2 separate regions of the Mus musculus genome follow, and region 2 is linked to region 1. A link is a contact called in public Hi-C data. All regions are on one chromosome and are shown on one strand. The core of a region is the stretch at or near the end of the contact, and the rest is flanking DNA. Distances in the headings are between cores, read along the strand shown. Region 1 holds the start of Kbtbd13 (kelch repeat and BTB (POZ) domain containing 13). Region 2 holds the start of Ankdd1a (ankyrin repeat and death domain containing 1A).

Region 1 (7,004 bases), core at 2,066-4,565:
CACCAGAAGAGGGCATCAGATCTCATTACAGATGGTTGTGAGCCACCATGTGGTTGCTGGGATTTGAACTCAGGACCTCCTGAAGAGCAGTCAGTGCTCTTAACCACTGAGCCATCTCTTCAGCCACTAAATATATCTTTTAAACATTTTTTAATTTAAAAAAAAAAAAGGAGGGGTGGTAAAGACCCTACTGGGTGCTGACCATGTAGCTGCAGATACGAATAAGGCTTAGGTCTGTGCTCCTCCAAGGCTCAGAGCCTGATGCCTGCCTGCCTTTTGTCCCTACCCCCATCTCTCTCAGTGTGGGGAGTGCAAACTGGAGAGGGGGGTTTGTTAGAGGTCAGACAAGGATCAGGCAGGGCCTGGGAACTCTGTGGGCTGCCCTCAGCCAAGACGGTTCCTTGTCCTCTCCATCTCCCAGAGGGCCACTCAGGATCTGGGAGGAGGAAACTCCCAGCTCTACACACCACCAGCTGGGGCCCTGAGGGTAGGACCAAAGGGCAAAGCCTCACTCAGCTCAGATGCAGAACCATGATCTCTACCCTATGTGGACCCCTCCCCATCATCAGGCTGTGGAAGGTGGAAACAGGGTGTGTGCATGAGCCTCCACCCACTCAAGAGGTCTTGACTTGGGAGGTTATGGATTGGAGAATAAGCGTCAGTCTAGAAGGGTTTTGTGATTTTTGCCTCCTGCTCTTAGTAGAAGCCGATGGTGGTTCTATTTGGCTCTGCCTGTCTTCTGCTAGGTGTCAGAAACAGGCTAGCTGATGGCAGCTATGCAGCAGCCCTGGCCTGACAATCTGCTTTCTCTAGCCCCTCTCCCTTCTGAGGCAAGGCTAGGCAGGTAGAGAGATGATGCCAGTCTAGAGGGGGAATAGCCTATAGGGCCAGTAGACAGTTCAGTCAAGTCCCACACTGAGGAAAAGCCCCCTTCATCTGGACGCCTCCCAGACACTCTGCCTGTCACTAAGGCCTAACAAGGATACAGGTAAAGAGCTGACACTGCAATGTCCACTTGTCCCCAAGAAAGGGTTGTCATACCTATTGCCTGGAACATTCTGGGCCTTTCCAGCCAATGTCTGGTCTCAGGGAAGGAGAGACACTGGCAGAGGGCCTGGGATAGTACCCACGGGATTTCTGCCCACCCCACCCCCATCTCCTTCCCCTCTTCCTGCCTGGTCCCTGGGGCAGAGCATCTGAGATATTTCTGGCAGTGTCCTCCAGGCCTCCGGCTTCCCAGGCTCACACAAGTGGTCCCCACACCCCAGGCCTGTTTTGATGGGGTGAACTAGAGTGTGCCTTAAGGGAAGCACATTTGCTGTGGGTCTGCAGATTTATCTGTGGGGTCTATGTCTGTGTCCTAACAGGGAAGAGGAGTCTCTTACCCTCCTCCTGCTGCCTTTTTGGTAATGCATAGCTGTTCCACCACCATCCCCAAACCAGGAGCCAGATGAACACTTCCCACACAGATACACCATCCTATCAAAGCCTGGTCCCCAGAGTGAAGTGGAAGGAGAAGGCAGTCATCAAACTCCTTTTCATCTGACATCTTGGGACCGAGTATTAGATGGTCAACCAGGAAAGCTGTGGACAGTTGGAAAAGTACCAGGGCTGCAGGAGAGCCTGGGGCTGTCTGTCCCAAGCTGCAAGATCTTGGGCAAGATCTCTTTCTCACACTTTTCACCAGGTCTTCTTGGGAATTCGTGAACCTGGGGTTCCTTTCACTGCCCTGAATTCTGTCCAGGAGGGACCAGGGCAGCACGGTTAAGGCACATACACAAACTGGCTGCATTCTGGCCCCAAGTCTGCCACCTGCTGGTCGTGGGCTAAACCCTTTCTTAGTTTAGCCTCTTTATCTAGCAAATGGGGGTGTTAGCAGCATCTAGTTCAGGGCTGTGTGGTGTGGCTCAGCAAGCAAACTTCTTGTTTAGCATGCACCACGTAAACTGGGCATAGTGGCACATGAACTTGGGAGATGGAAGTTGGAGGCTCATCCTTACTGCACAGCAAATTTGAAGCCAGCCTAGGATATATCAGACATGATCTAGAGAAGAAATCCAGCTCACAGTGTTGCTGTGAAGTAAGTGGAGATTGTCTATTCACCAAGGATATTGGGCAGAGGGCCAGAGTAACTACTCATGAATGTCGCAAGGGTTAGGAGTCAAAGTACGTATCACCCACAGTGGCAGCCACAGAGGGGTCAGGCAAGTGAAAACCAACACTAGCTTCCCATTTCCATTCCAAGAGAGGGGCAACTTCCACCTCTAGGGCTCACTGGATGCTCTGTTACATGAAAGGAAAGGGCTCAAAAAGAGGTTGAGATGGAACTGCGGAGACCACTCAACATTAAGAGCAAACCCTTGCTCTTCATCCAGAGGACAGGACTTTATTCCCATAATTTCTTTTCTTTTTTCTTTTCCATTCCCATAATTCCATTTCCAAGGGATCTGAAATCGTCTTCCAGTATTCAAGCCCAGGGCATGTCTGTGATGCATTTACATACATGCAGGCAAAATGGGAGTGGGGTATAGATTGGGCTATCCAGCAAGCATAAGCATAGACATATCTGAGATTCCTAGGCTGCCCATTTATTTTGGTCCTCTTTGGTCTCTCCCTTCAACCTGCCTTCCCCACTCCTTTGAGCTGATGAACGCTTGTCCTCATCGGAAAGACCTTAGCCAAGTCATATAAACTCTCCAGGCCTCATCCAGAACCCTTATGGCATTTGTCCTAATACTGTGTGTAGATGTTTCTATTTGCCCTATTTTAAAGGCGAGGAAACAGAGCCAAGGAGGTACATGTGTTGTATATACAGCTTAGTACAGTGTCAGTTAAATACGATATCTTTAAAAGCAGGCCTGGTAAGGCCCACAACACAGTGGGAATTCATTCTTTAAAAAAAAAAAAAAGTTATCTGTGTCTCTGTGGAGGTGGGATGAACGCCAGTGAATACAGCGGTCAGAGTCCTCTTTGTGAAGGGGGTTTCCTCCTTCCACCTTTATGTAGGTTCTAGGTTGAACCCAAGCCAACCAGGCTTCTAGACAAGAACCTGTTGAACATCTCTTCGGCCCTGTCACTAGTCTCTTAACGGAACTGAATGACCACACAGGTGTCCAGATGCCCTCTGGGCTCGGAGGCTATCCAAGCCTGCGGGCCACATCACATGAGCAGATCCTATCTTTAGCCAGGAAGGTATTTATAACCCCCAGGGAAGTTTTTTTTTCCCCTCCCCGCCCCGGGGTAGCCCCAGAGTCAGTGGCCCCTGGCAAATCTAGGCCCCCCAGCGGCAGCAGCCTCCACCCCTCTGGCTCATCATGCCCCCAGGCCCCGAGGTCCCAGTGCAGGTGTGGGTGGACGGTCAACTCTTCCAGGCGGAGCAGTCGCTGCTGGTGGAGCACTGCGGCTTCTTCCGCGGGCTTTTCCGCTCTGGCATGCGGGAGGCGCGCGCCGCGGAGGTGCGCCTGGGCGCGCTGAGCGCCTCCGGCTTCCGCACGGCGCTGCGGGTGCTGCGCGGAGAGCGGCCGGCGCTGGCGGCCGAGGACGAGTTGCTGCAGGCGGTGGAGTGCGCCGCGTTCCTGCAGGCGCCCGCGCTCGCGCGCTTCCTGGAGCACAGCGTCACGTCGGACAACTGCTCGCTTTTGTGCGACGCGGCCGCCGCCTTCGGCCTGCGCGACGTGCTCCACAGCGCTGCGCTCTTCATCCGCGACGGGTCGCACGAGCTGGTGGCACAACTGGAGCTGCCCGAGGCCCGAGCCTACGTGGCGGCGCTGCGACCCAGCACCTACGTGGCGGTGAGCACGCACACGCCCACACCGGGCTTCCTAGAGGATGCGTCGCGCACCATGTGCTTCCTGGACGAGGAAGAGGACGCATGGCGCACGCTGGCCGCGCTGCCCCTGGAGGCCAGCACACTGCTGGCGGGTGTGGCCACCCTGGGCAACAAGCTCTACATCGTGGGTGGCGTGTGTGGTGCCAGCAAGGAAGTAGTGGAGCTAGGCTTCTGTTACGACCCAGAGGGTGGCACCTGGTGCGAATTCCCCAGCCCTCACCAACCGCGCTATGATATGGCGCTGGCTGGCTTCGAAGGCCGCCTCTATGCCATTGGTGGCGAATTCCAGAGGACACCCATGAGCTCCGTGGAGTGCTATGATCCCGCCACAGGTTGCTGGAGCTTCGTGGCGGACTTGCCACAGCCGGCTACAGGGGTTCCCTGTGCCCAGGCACGTGGCCGCCTCTTCGTGTGCCTGTGGAGGCCGGCAGACATCACTGCCGTTGTCGAGTATGTGGTGCAAATGGACAAGTGGCTGCCAGTGGCTGAACTGTGTCGTTCACAGAGCTACGGTCACTTTATGGTGGCCCATCGCGATAGTCTCTATGTAGTACGAAATGGACCTTCCGATGATTTCCTGCACTGTGCCATCGATTGCCTCAACCTGGTCACAGGCCAGTGGACATCGCTACCTGGCCAATTTGTCAACAGCAAGGGAGCACTCTTCACGTCTGTAGTGCGTGGGGACACCGTTTATACTGTCAACCGTGTATCCACGTTGGTCTATGCCATTGAAGATGGCACCTGGCGGCTGCTCAGGGAAAAGGCTGGCTTTCCTCGGCCTGGCTCTTTACAGACCTTTCTTCTGCGGCTGCCTCCTGGCACTACTGGACCTGTGGCCACCGCACTGCCAGAGTTGTGAGCTTGGAATGACTTCAGAAGATAACACAAGTCTCCATGAACCTTGGCGGTGTCCTCATGAGCCTTGACTGTGTGATTGGGGAGCTCTTGGGAACTCCTTTTTCCCTATTAAGACACTCAGGTTTGCTTTCTGGTGGTGCGGGTGTCCACGAAGCCCTGAGCAACACAGGTGCTTGGGTCCTTAAATCTCTTGGGCTCTGTTGGGAGCTGGTGGGTCACAATCTCAGGGAAAAGGGTGGGGTTACAATTTGAGCAATCCGGACTTGTAGGCGAATACAAGTCTAGCTATAGCTACTATAGCTAGAAGTGGGTTAAGTGATGTTAAACCAATCTGCTAATTAGCAGGCACAAAATGTCAATACAACATTGGCCTGTAGTTGTCAGCTGTGGCACAGAGAAGCTTGAAGACAATACCAGCTTTCTTAACACAAAGGTCAGGATGAGAAAACAGGTCTACACATAATTTGCCTCCACCCACAAGCTGACAGCACCATGCTGATTTTAAAAAGCAAACAACGCACCGTGCAGTAAGAAGAATACTGAAGCAGTCAGCCTGGAAGAACAGCTTCGGATCACAGAGTCTGAGTGTTTCAGGAGCAGAGAGGGGGAAGACTGGACAAGACAGGATCTTGGTAAGCTCCAGCCTTTTTAAGCTGAACAGCGGAAGATGGAGGCATTTCGCCAGTGAGGCTGGACTAAATTATAGCAAAAGAAACTCAGCTGAGCCTGAAGCAAGAAGGTGGGAGGGAGCAAGGGTTCCCTACAGTAGCTTTAAGGACTGGAATGGAAAGGGAGTACCCGGGTGTAAATCCTTGACCTATCTTTTTTGTAATCACTGTAACTGTAGACTGTTAATCTCCTGACTTCAGGTTACTTAAGGTGGATGGAGCCTAGCCCTGCTGACCTCTCAGGGCATTTCTTCATAGATATGCCACAGGCTCCACCTCTCTTGTAATCTCTGCTGTGGCCATTCCCTGAGCCTACAGTGCTATCCCTCTTCCTCTCTGTCAGTTCCATACCCACCTCCTCTCTGCAGGCTTGCCTGAGCCAGCTCCTGTTTTCCTGACTTGGCTGCCAGCATTGCTCATTGATCTCTGTGTTGGATATGCAGCCATACCTGTTTGCAGATAGAAGGCGTAGGGGTCCAATACTTTTAACTGAGCCAGGCACCCCCTTGCCTGCGGAATGAAATGAAGTCTTACAAGAACCACTAGTTAGGGGTCTGCTACTGACTGACAGGTGCTGTTAAACAGCTCTCATCTTAAAAGCAATACCCAGACCCAGCTTCTGTTACAGATGCCTGCTTCAGCCCTACAGCCTGGCCATATCCCAGGTAAATGTCTCTCAATGGTCCGGTATAGTCTCTATCCTCCAGGACTCAAGGCTCATAGAAAACCCTGGCTTCAGAAGTCGAGAATACAGCCTTGGCATGGTACTCCCTGAGCATGGAGCCTTGTGTTGGGCCGTCGATTGCTACCTCTTCCCTGATGTGTATCCCAAACTTGAAATAAGTTGCCTTTGGGAGTGTGGAATTGTCTAGCCTTTTAGTCTAGTCTGATGAATCACAACAATAAACTCTGACATTTGTATCCTATGGACTCTAGGCAAACAGTTTTTGCATTCATTTCTTCAGCCCGGCCCCAAAGTGATAGGGACCCACTGGGCTCCTTTGACTCTAATTCCAGGTGATGGAACATTTTCCCCAGCAGCCGGAGCACTGCCTCTTTGATCATGCATGCCTCCTGACCAATACTGAACACATGTCATGTATAGCAGTAAGGTCTGTCAGCTCAGGGGCTCGTTCTCAACTCAGTGAACTCTAGGTTTGTTCTGATGGGCCTGCCGGACTGGCTCTCTACACTTTGACTGTTGCTCATGGAGAGCGGCACCTTCTCTCAGAAGTGTCTTTATGTATAGTAATGATTATTCGATGTTCATGCATTTTCCCCTAAGTTGACTTATTTAAGTGTTGGAGAATTTTAAGCAAGAGCTAGGTGTGGTGGTATATACCTTTAATCCCAGCAGTCAGGAGATAGGGGAAGGTAGAGCTCTACATAGCAAGTTCCTGGACAGCCATGGCTACATAGATACTGCCTCAAAAATAAAAATAAAATTTTTTAAGCAAAACTGGGGAGATAGCCCAGTTGGTAAAGTGCTTGCTTTGCAAATAGAAGGCCCTAAATTTGTCTCAAGAGCCTATGTTAAAATATATATATATATATATATATATATATATATATATATATATATAAACAAAGAAAGGTAATGAGGGGGACTGTAGATAGCTCACCTGGTAAAAATCTTTGCCTTGGAA
Region 2 (7,004 bases), core at 2,606-5,105, 130 kb before region 1:
GCCTTACTGCATAAGAGTTCTTGAAAACAAAACACAAACAAAACAAAACAAAAACAAACAAACAAACAAATAAACAAAAACCCAGACCCCCAATTGCTCCCAGCCCCTCTGGTTTGGGTCGTGCACAGAAGTTCATGCTTTTATGTGGTGCTGAAGATGGAAACCAAGGTTTTGTGAATGTTAGACAAAAATTCTACAACTGAGATACTTCTTCAGTTGCTTTAATATTTTTGAAAGGTAGAATACAGGGTTTATTTAAACAGTCTAATTGAAGGCTGCAGAAACTTCGCCAGTTGAGGGAGTGGAACCACCTTTGGGTTAGGAGGTTGGGTACTTACTCCTCACTGGCACTGACCTCATGCCGTTGTGGATACATCCGGGAAAAGTGTGACTAAAGAAGGCTTGAGACTGGAGGTGGACTCGGTAGTCTGAAGTATGGAGGATTCCTGGTACTGAACCATCGACTCTAGCCCTTGGGAGTTGAGACAGGGGTGTGGGTGTGTGGGGGTGTGGATTGGAGATCTGGAGTTGGAGTCAACCTGGGCTCCCTAGAGAGATATTATCTCAAAAAATAAAAAATAAAAAAGTCAGGCATAGTGACACACACCTTTAATCAGCACTCAAGAGGCAGAGACAGGTGGTTCTCTGAGTTTGAGACCAGCCTGGTCTACATTGTGAGTTCCAGGCTTATGTAGAAAGACACTGTCTCAAAAATAAATAAATAAATAAATAAATAAATAAATAAATAAATAAAATGTAAAAATAAAACAAAGGGCCGGACTTAGCTCAGTTGGTAGAGTGTGTGCCCAGCATGCAGGAAGGTGGCCTTGATCCCCAGCGCCACACAGACTGGATATTGTGGTCAACACTGTACTCTCAGCACTTAGCGGGTGGAGGCAGAAAGATTAGGAGTTCAAGTTTATCCTCAGGTTACATAGGGATTTTGAGGCCAATGTGAGCTATAGGAGACCCTGTCTGATACAAAAACAAAAAACAGAAACACCCTCACCCCTGCCCCTTCCCCCAAAACAACAACAAACAAAACCCAACAACAAACAGACAGAGGAAGTACCTTCTGATGAAATACCACGTCTGTGAAAGCTCCCCAAACACCCAGCAAGTCTTGGGATTGGGCCACCAAGGAGACAGGAACACAGCAAGTGACACTGTGGAGAAGGATTGGCAGCATCTAGATGGTGGCATGTGGGAACGTCTATAGGACAGTCAACAGAGAGGATGAGGTGGGGGCGGGGGTGGGATTCATAGTTTAAAGGAAAAGCAAGGGCTGTGGATATAGCTCAGTGGCCGAGCATTTGACCACCATGTGTGAGAGACCCTTAGTTCAATCCCAAGTATTCGGGGCTGGTAGGAAAAAAAGTCAAAAGACATTGTGATAAACCAGGCAAAGAGAGGCAAATACATGTATCTACTTTTATGTATTTATTTATTTATTTATTTATTTATTTTTAAAGCATATTCTTTATTCTTTTTTTTTTTTTTTTTTTTTGCTTTTTTGTTTTGTTTTGTTTTGTTTTTTTGAGACAGGGTTTCTCTGTGTAGCCCTGGGTGTCCTGGAACTCACTTTGTAGACCAGGCTGGCCTCGGACTCAGAAATCTGCCTGCCTCTGCTTCCCGAGTGCTGGAATTAAAGGCGTGTGCCACCATGCCTGGCTTACTTTTATGTTTAAGATACAAAGATGATTTTAAAGCAGAGACAAAAATAGTGGTTCCTACAGTCTAGAGAGACCATGGAGAGGGAGGTATGAGAAAATATGGTTTCGGGGCTGGAGAGATGGCACAGCGGTTAAGAGCACTGACTGCTCTTCTGAAGATCCTGAGTTTAATTCCCAGCAACCACATGGTGACTCACCACCATCTGTAATGAGATCTGATGCCCTCTTCTGGTGTGTCTGAAGACAGTGACAATGAACTCACATAAATAAAATAAATTTTAAAAAAAAAGGGGAGAGAGAGAAGATGGTTAATGGGCCAGAGTGGCAGTTTGATAGGAGAATTTATTTATTTATTTATCCATTTATTGATAGATTTATTACAGGTAGGGTCTTACTATGTAGCCAGGCCTGGGCTATGGTGCCCAGTCTAGACTCTGCATCCTAAGTGCTAAAACTGTGTGTGTGCACACACAGGCAAAAATACTATATGCAGGAAAATGCTCAGGTACATAAAAAAATTTTTTTTAATTAAAAAGCCTTCAAATCTGAAATGTGGAAAAATGTTAATCTGCAGCACTATTCTTCTATCTTCTCTGTAGCTTTGATCATGTCTAAATAGCATGCCGGGGCAAAAATCATCCCTCTACATAAAAAGACTTTTATCTGTTCCAGAGGGAGGCTCCACAGCCAAGCAAGCACTTGGGTCTTTTGAAGCCAAGCACTGAGAAGTCTTTTGGAGCTGAAATAAATCTTCTGGTCATTTGCCACCGGTCAGAGCATCCCCTCCAGCAAGGGCAGGGTGGGACTAAAATCCAGAGACATCTGGGCAGTGTCCAAACATCACACAAGCTCAGGGAACTGCAAACATCTGCACTGGGCTCCCATCGTGGGGCAGTCTGCCGTCCTGTCCCGCTCTCTCCTCCTTTTATGCTTCTGTTCATCTAACGAAGAACAAAACAGCACACAGAGAAGCAGAGAAGATGGGCAGCAAAAGGACTCAACAGATGTAATACTGCCACGCTCAAGAGCCTGTGTGAATTTTTGAGCTTCTTCGGGAGGCAACGGGTGGCTCCGGGGTATCCCAGCATCTTGCAGTATGGTCAGAGTCTTGACTGATACTTGACTCTGGAGGGAAGCTGACGTGGAAGATCACGTGAGCCGGTGTGTTGGAGACCAGCGTGGACAAAAAGCTAGATTTGGTCTCAGAAGACAAAACACACCAACAGTAAACAAAGGAGAAAAAAAAAACACCCAAATTTTTGTTTCTTTTTAATATTAAATTACAGGGAAATGGGCCCAAAGCCTAGTGTGATTTGACTGTCATGGAATTATAAAATTGTGACCACGCTCTAACAATTAAAGGCTATGTCAACGTGGAGAAGTGGAGAATGTTGGAGGCACAGTTAACACTGGGAATTTGACGCTTCAGCTAGTCTCCAAAAAGAATGACAGGGATCTAGTCTGCTGAGGGGAAAGGGTTGGAAGAGCATTCCACACGGAAAGGAATAGCAGTTTCTTAGAGCAGCAGGCAGCGCAGAGGGTGGCTCATTTTACTGGAGGAATTTTTACAATGTTAATTTCATTGATTTGTTTGCCTTTGATTTATTTTACTTCCTTCGGGTTGAAAAGTCTTTTCCCTCCTTTCTGCCAGTCTGGATTCCAGAATGCCAGCCTTAGGCTGCTGCCACCAGCGGAGTGTACTCGCTGGGACAACTGCACCGTCTGCTCTGGCATCTGGCATATGGCATCCTCCAGCTTTCTCCGTGTTTCTGTTTGTTTGTTTGCGTTTGGTTTTAGCCAATCTAAGTAACGTAATTTATATCTCGTTATTGTTGTAACCCGATTTTTCTGATCCTGAATACATCTTTTGTCCTATGTCCGTAGGCTTGGTGGGGTAGTAGGGGTCTGAAGTGTCCAGTGTGGGAGGGCTTGTTGAGGCATCAAGGTTGGGAGGTCCCAGGGGGATTGCGCGCAGGGACCTAGGCAGCTTGAAGGCGTGTGTGTGTGTGTGTGTGTGTGTGTGTGTGTGTGTGTGTGTGTGTGTAAGCTGTGGGTGCCCGGGTCGGATTCGCGGATGGGCTGATAATGAGCAGGGGCTACAGAGAGATGCAAAGCCTCCACCACCCACTCCCCGCTCTGCGCGCTCCCAGCTCTGCGCTCTCCCCGCCCTGGCAACTAAACGCCTAGCACCAGCCGGGAGCTGCAGGATGGAGGAGGAGCTGGCTTGGGAGACCCACGGCTGTGAGTCCCAATGCCGCTGGCGGGGGCGGGGCGGAGGATGGGGGGGGGTGCGCAGAAAGAACGGATGCCTGGTGGGAGGACCCCAGGTCACAGAGGGTGACCCAGAGAGAGGCTGGCCCTTGGCCTGGACACCTCTGTCTCAGTCTTCTCTGTGGCTTCCGAAAAAAAAAAAAAAAAAAAAACAGAAGAATGCCGCACAGGTGTAGGGCACAGTGGCTGAACATCTGGGACTCAGGGTGTCCTGAACAAGGCAAGCTCGAGTGACAACGATCCTTGATAATAACTTGCTTTGTGTGGCAGTCCTTAAAGCAGGTCAGGCCAGTCTTCTGTCTTTGCTACTATATGGGTTGGGCCTACTGACATCTCCATTTTTCAGATGAGAGGGCTGAGAGACAGGGTGAGGTCACATGACTGTAGAAATGCTGAAATCAGGAATAGGAGCACACACAATTTGGCCGGTAGAATGTTTGTTTAATATGCACAAGGCCGTGGGTTCAATCCCAAGCACCATGTAAAACCAGGCGTGTGGCACACATCTGTAATCCTAGCACTGGGGAAGTAGAGGCAGGAGGATCAGGAATTCAACATCACCTTCCATCCTTGGCTACACAGGGAGTCCAAGGCCACCTGGGCTACATGAGACCCTGTCAGCCACCACCACCACCACCACCACCACCACCACCAAAACAAACACTTAAAGATCTCAGTTCACCCAGAATAAAATGGGGTGTAGACACCATATCAAAGAAGGAACCAGGGCCTAGGAAAGAGGTGCTGTGGTCAGCCCTATCCCTGTGTGAGATAAGGAACTTCAGAGCCTCTTTCAGAATGTACTTAGAACCAGGACATCTCAATGTGTGGGAAGCATGCATGTAGCTGGGAGACCTTTGGTGCCCTGCCTGGGAGAGGAAAGAGGACTGAGCCATCAGCTCCTTTGAGAAGTCTTAGTCCTGCTGCCCAGTCTGAGCCCTGCCCACTGAACCCGGGAGAGCTTTCTCAAATCCCCATAGTCCTGCCCACTGGACTTCAAAATGCTGAAGCCAGCTGTTACCATCCTCCCAGATGAATGAGGAATGGGGACTGGGCTCCCTTAAGCCTAAGTGTGGCTTTAAAATTTTGTATTATTATTATTATTATTATTATTATTATTAACAGATTCTCACAGTATATTCCTGGGGTTGTCTTTGAATTCACTATGTAGACCAGGCTGTAGATTTGCCTACCTCTCCCTCCAAGTGTTGGGACTAAAGATATGTGCCTTGCTTTGTTATTTGTTTGTGTGTGCTTATGTGTACCGGAAGAAACCAGAAAAAAGGCATCAGATCTCCTAGACCATAGTTATAGGCAGTCACCAGATGTGGGTGCTCATAACCAAACTCAAGTTCTCTGTAAGGAGCAGCACTTAAGCACTAAACCATCTCTCTGTAGGCCCCCTCAGCCCCACCTTTTAAAGAGACAGGGTCTCATGTAGCCCACATTGAATTTCAGCTTGCTGTCCTTGAACTCCTGACCCTCCTTCATCTCCTAAGTGTGCACCGGTTATTTCAGAGAGGTCACAGAGTTCTGCTGGGGTCAAAGGATCCTTAAGGATTCTCCCAGCCAAAGGGAGAGCAGTGAACTTGAGGGTGTGTGACTCTGAGCAGAAGACCCAGCGCCCATAAAAGCTCAGGTGTCAGAGAGCCTGGTGTGCGTTGCTGAGGCTGGAGATGTGTGGGGCGAGCGAGCAGCATGGGACAGGCAAGGTTTCATTCTAACTCTGTCACTTCAGTGCATGCTTTCCCCGCCAAGTCGCTGGCTCTCTGTCCCTGGATGCACAAAGGACCAGGCTCATGTGTGGAGGGCAGGGGACAACTTTCAGGAGTTGATGCTCTCCTTCTACCTTGTTTTAGAGATAGCATCTCTCTTGCTGTTTCTGCTAAGTTGTGGAGCATACTCCAGACTGGCTGACCTACAAGCATCTGGCAGTTCTTCTGCCTCCTATCTAATGCCAGAACTACAGATACACTCCACTGCAATTGGCTCTTCACACAGGCCCTGGGAATCGAACTCACGTTGTCAGGCTTGTATGCCAACACCTTCACTTTTATTGAACCATCTTGAGCTTTCTTTTACTTACTTACTTACTTACTTACTTAATTAATTAATTAATTTGTGTGTGTGTGTGTGTGTGTGTGTGTGTGTGTGTGTGTATGTGTGTGTGTGTGTGTGTGCAGGTACTCATGATGTGCCTGTGGAGGTCAAGCACACTTTTGGGAGTCAGCTCTTTCCTTCCACTATGTGGGTCTTGGGGATTGAGTTTGGGCTGTCAGCCTTGGTAGCAAATGTCTTTACCAACTGAGCCATCTCACATCTCCCCCCGCTTTTTTTTTTTTTTATAGATTTTTTTTTTTTGTGTGTATGCCCATGTCTGTGTGTGACTATGTGCGAGGGTGCCTGCAGAGGTCAGAAGAAAGTGTTGATCTCCTGAAGTTAGAGTGATGGGCAGATACAAGCCTTCCAAGATGGCTGCCAGGATCTAAACTCAGATTCTCTGAAGGAGCCATAAATGCTCATAACAGTGGACTTGTCCTTTACAGTACATTTTTGTCTATTTCTTTTGTGTATATATATGTAGGTATGTTTGTACCAGAGTGCTCATGTAGATGTCAGAGGGCAATTTGCAGAAGAACATTTTCTCCTTTCTACCACGTAGGTCTGGGGTATCAAACTTGGGGCTCCAGGTTTGGCAGCAAGCATTTTTACTCTCTGGTCCATCTTGACAACCACTTTGTTCTTTTTAAATCGACTTCTAGGGCTCTGAGCCCAATCGCTCAGGTGTTCACGTTTGCAAGGCACGCCGTTTACCTAAGCCATCTCCCTGTGCCCTGAAGGGAGAGAGAAGGCAGAGAAGGGAGCCTGCTAGCCAGGCAAAGCAGATGTGGAGGTGAAAGGGTTAAAATTAAGGGCAAGGAGAGAAGAGGTAGAGAAATAAGGAATAAGAAGGTCTAAAAATGGGAGACTCCACCTCGGGTCTCCCTCAGGGTGGCACATTAAATCCACACAGTCATTCAACCTGGGTTGCCTCAAAGGTGGTCAAAGGTTGGGAATGAC

The links. Hi-C and Micro-C count contacts between places; a contact is called where the count stands out from the background.
Region 2: a contact with region 1 is called in a Hi-C map of bone marrow-derived macrophages, with 45 read pairs. The contact joins the promoter of Ankdd1a here to the promoter of Kbtbd13 in region 1. A contact is called at or near these places in 14 of 39 promoter capture datasets (the 3T3-L1 cell line, the C10 cell line, the HPC-7 cell line and 9 more), 20 of 484 Hi-C or Micro-C datasets (the C2C12 cell line, ECoMG myeloid progenitors, the G1E-ER4 cell line and 11 more), 2 of 115 datasets of contacts at active chromatin or transcription factors (bone marrow-derived dendritic cells and double positive thymocytes) and 3 of 9 other capture datasets (adipose tissue, liver and pancreatic islet).

What each region holds. Positions count from the first base shown.
Region 1 is chr9:65,387,963-65,394,966 of GRCm38.p6, reverse strand. Kbtbd13 (kelch repeat and BTB (POZ) domain containing 13) reads left to right here and starts at 3,315. Exons shown (of 1, transcript NM_028974.1): 1 at 3,315-6,283. The coding sequence starts at 3,315. The coding sequence ends at 4,691.
Region 2 is chr9:65,517,070-65,524,073 of GRCm38.p6, reverse strand. It overlaps Ankdd1a (ankyrin repeat and death domain containing 1A), which reads left to right and starts at 3,855. Exons shown (of 15, transcript NM_001370871.1): 1 at 3,855-3,914. The coding sequence starts at 3,881.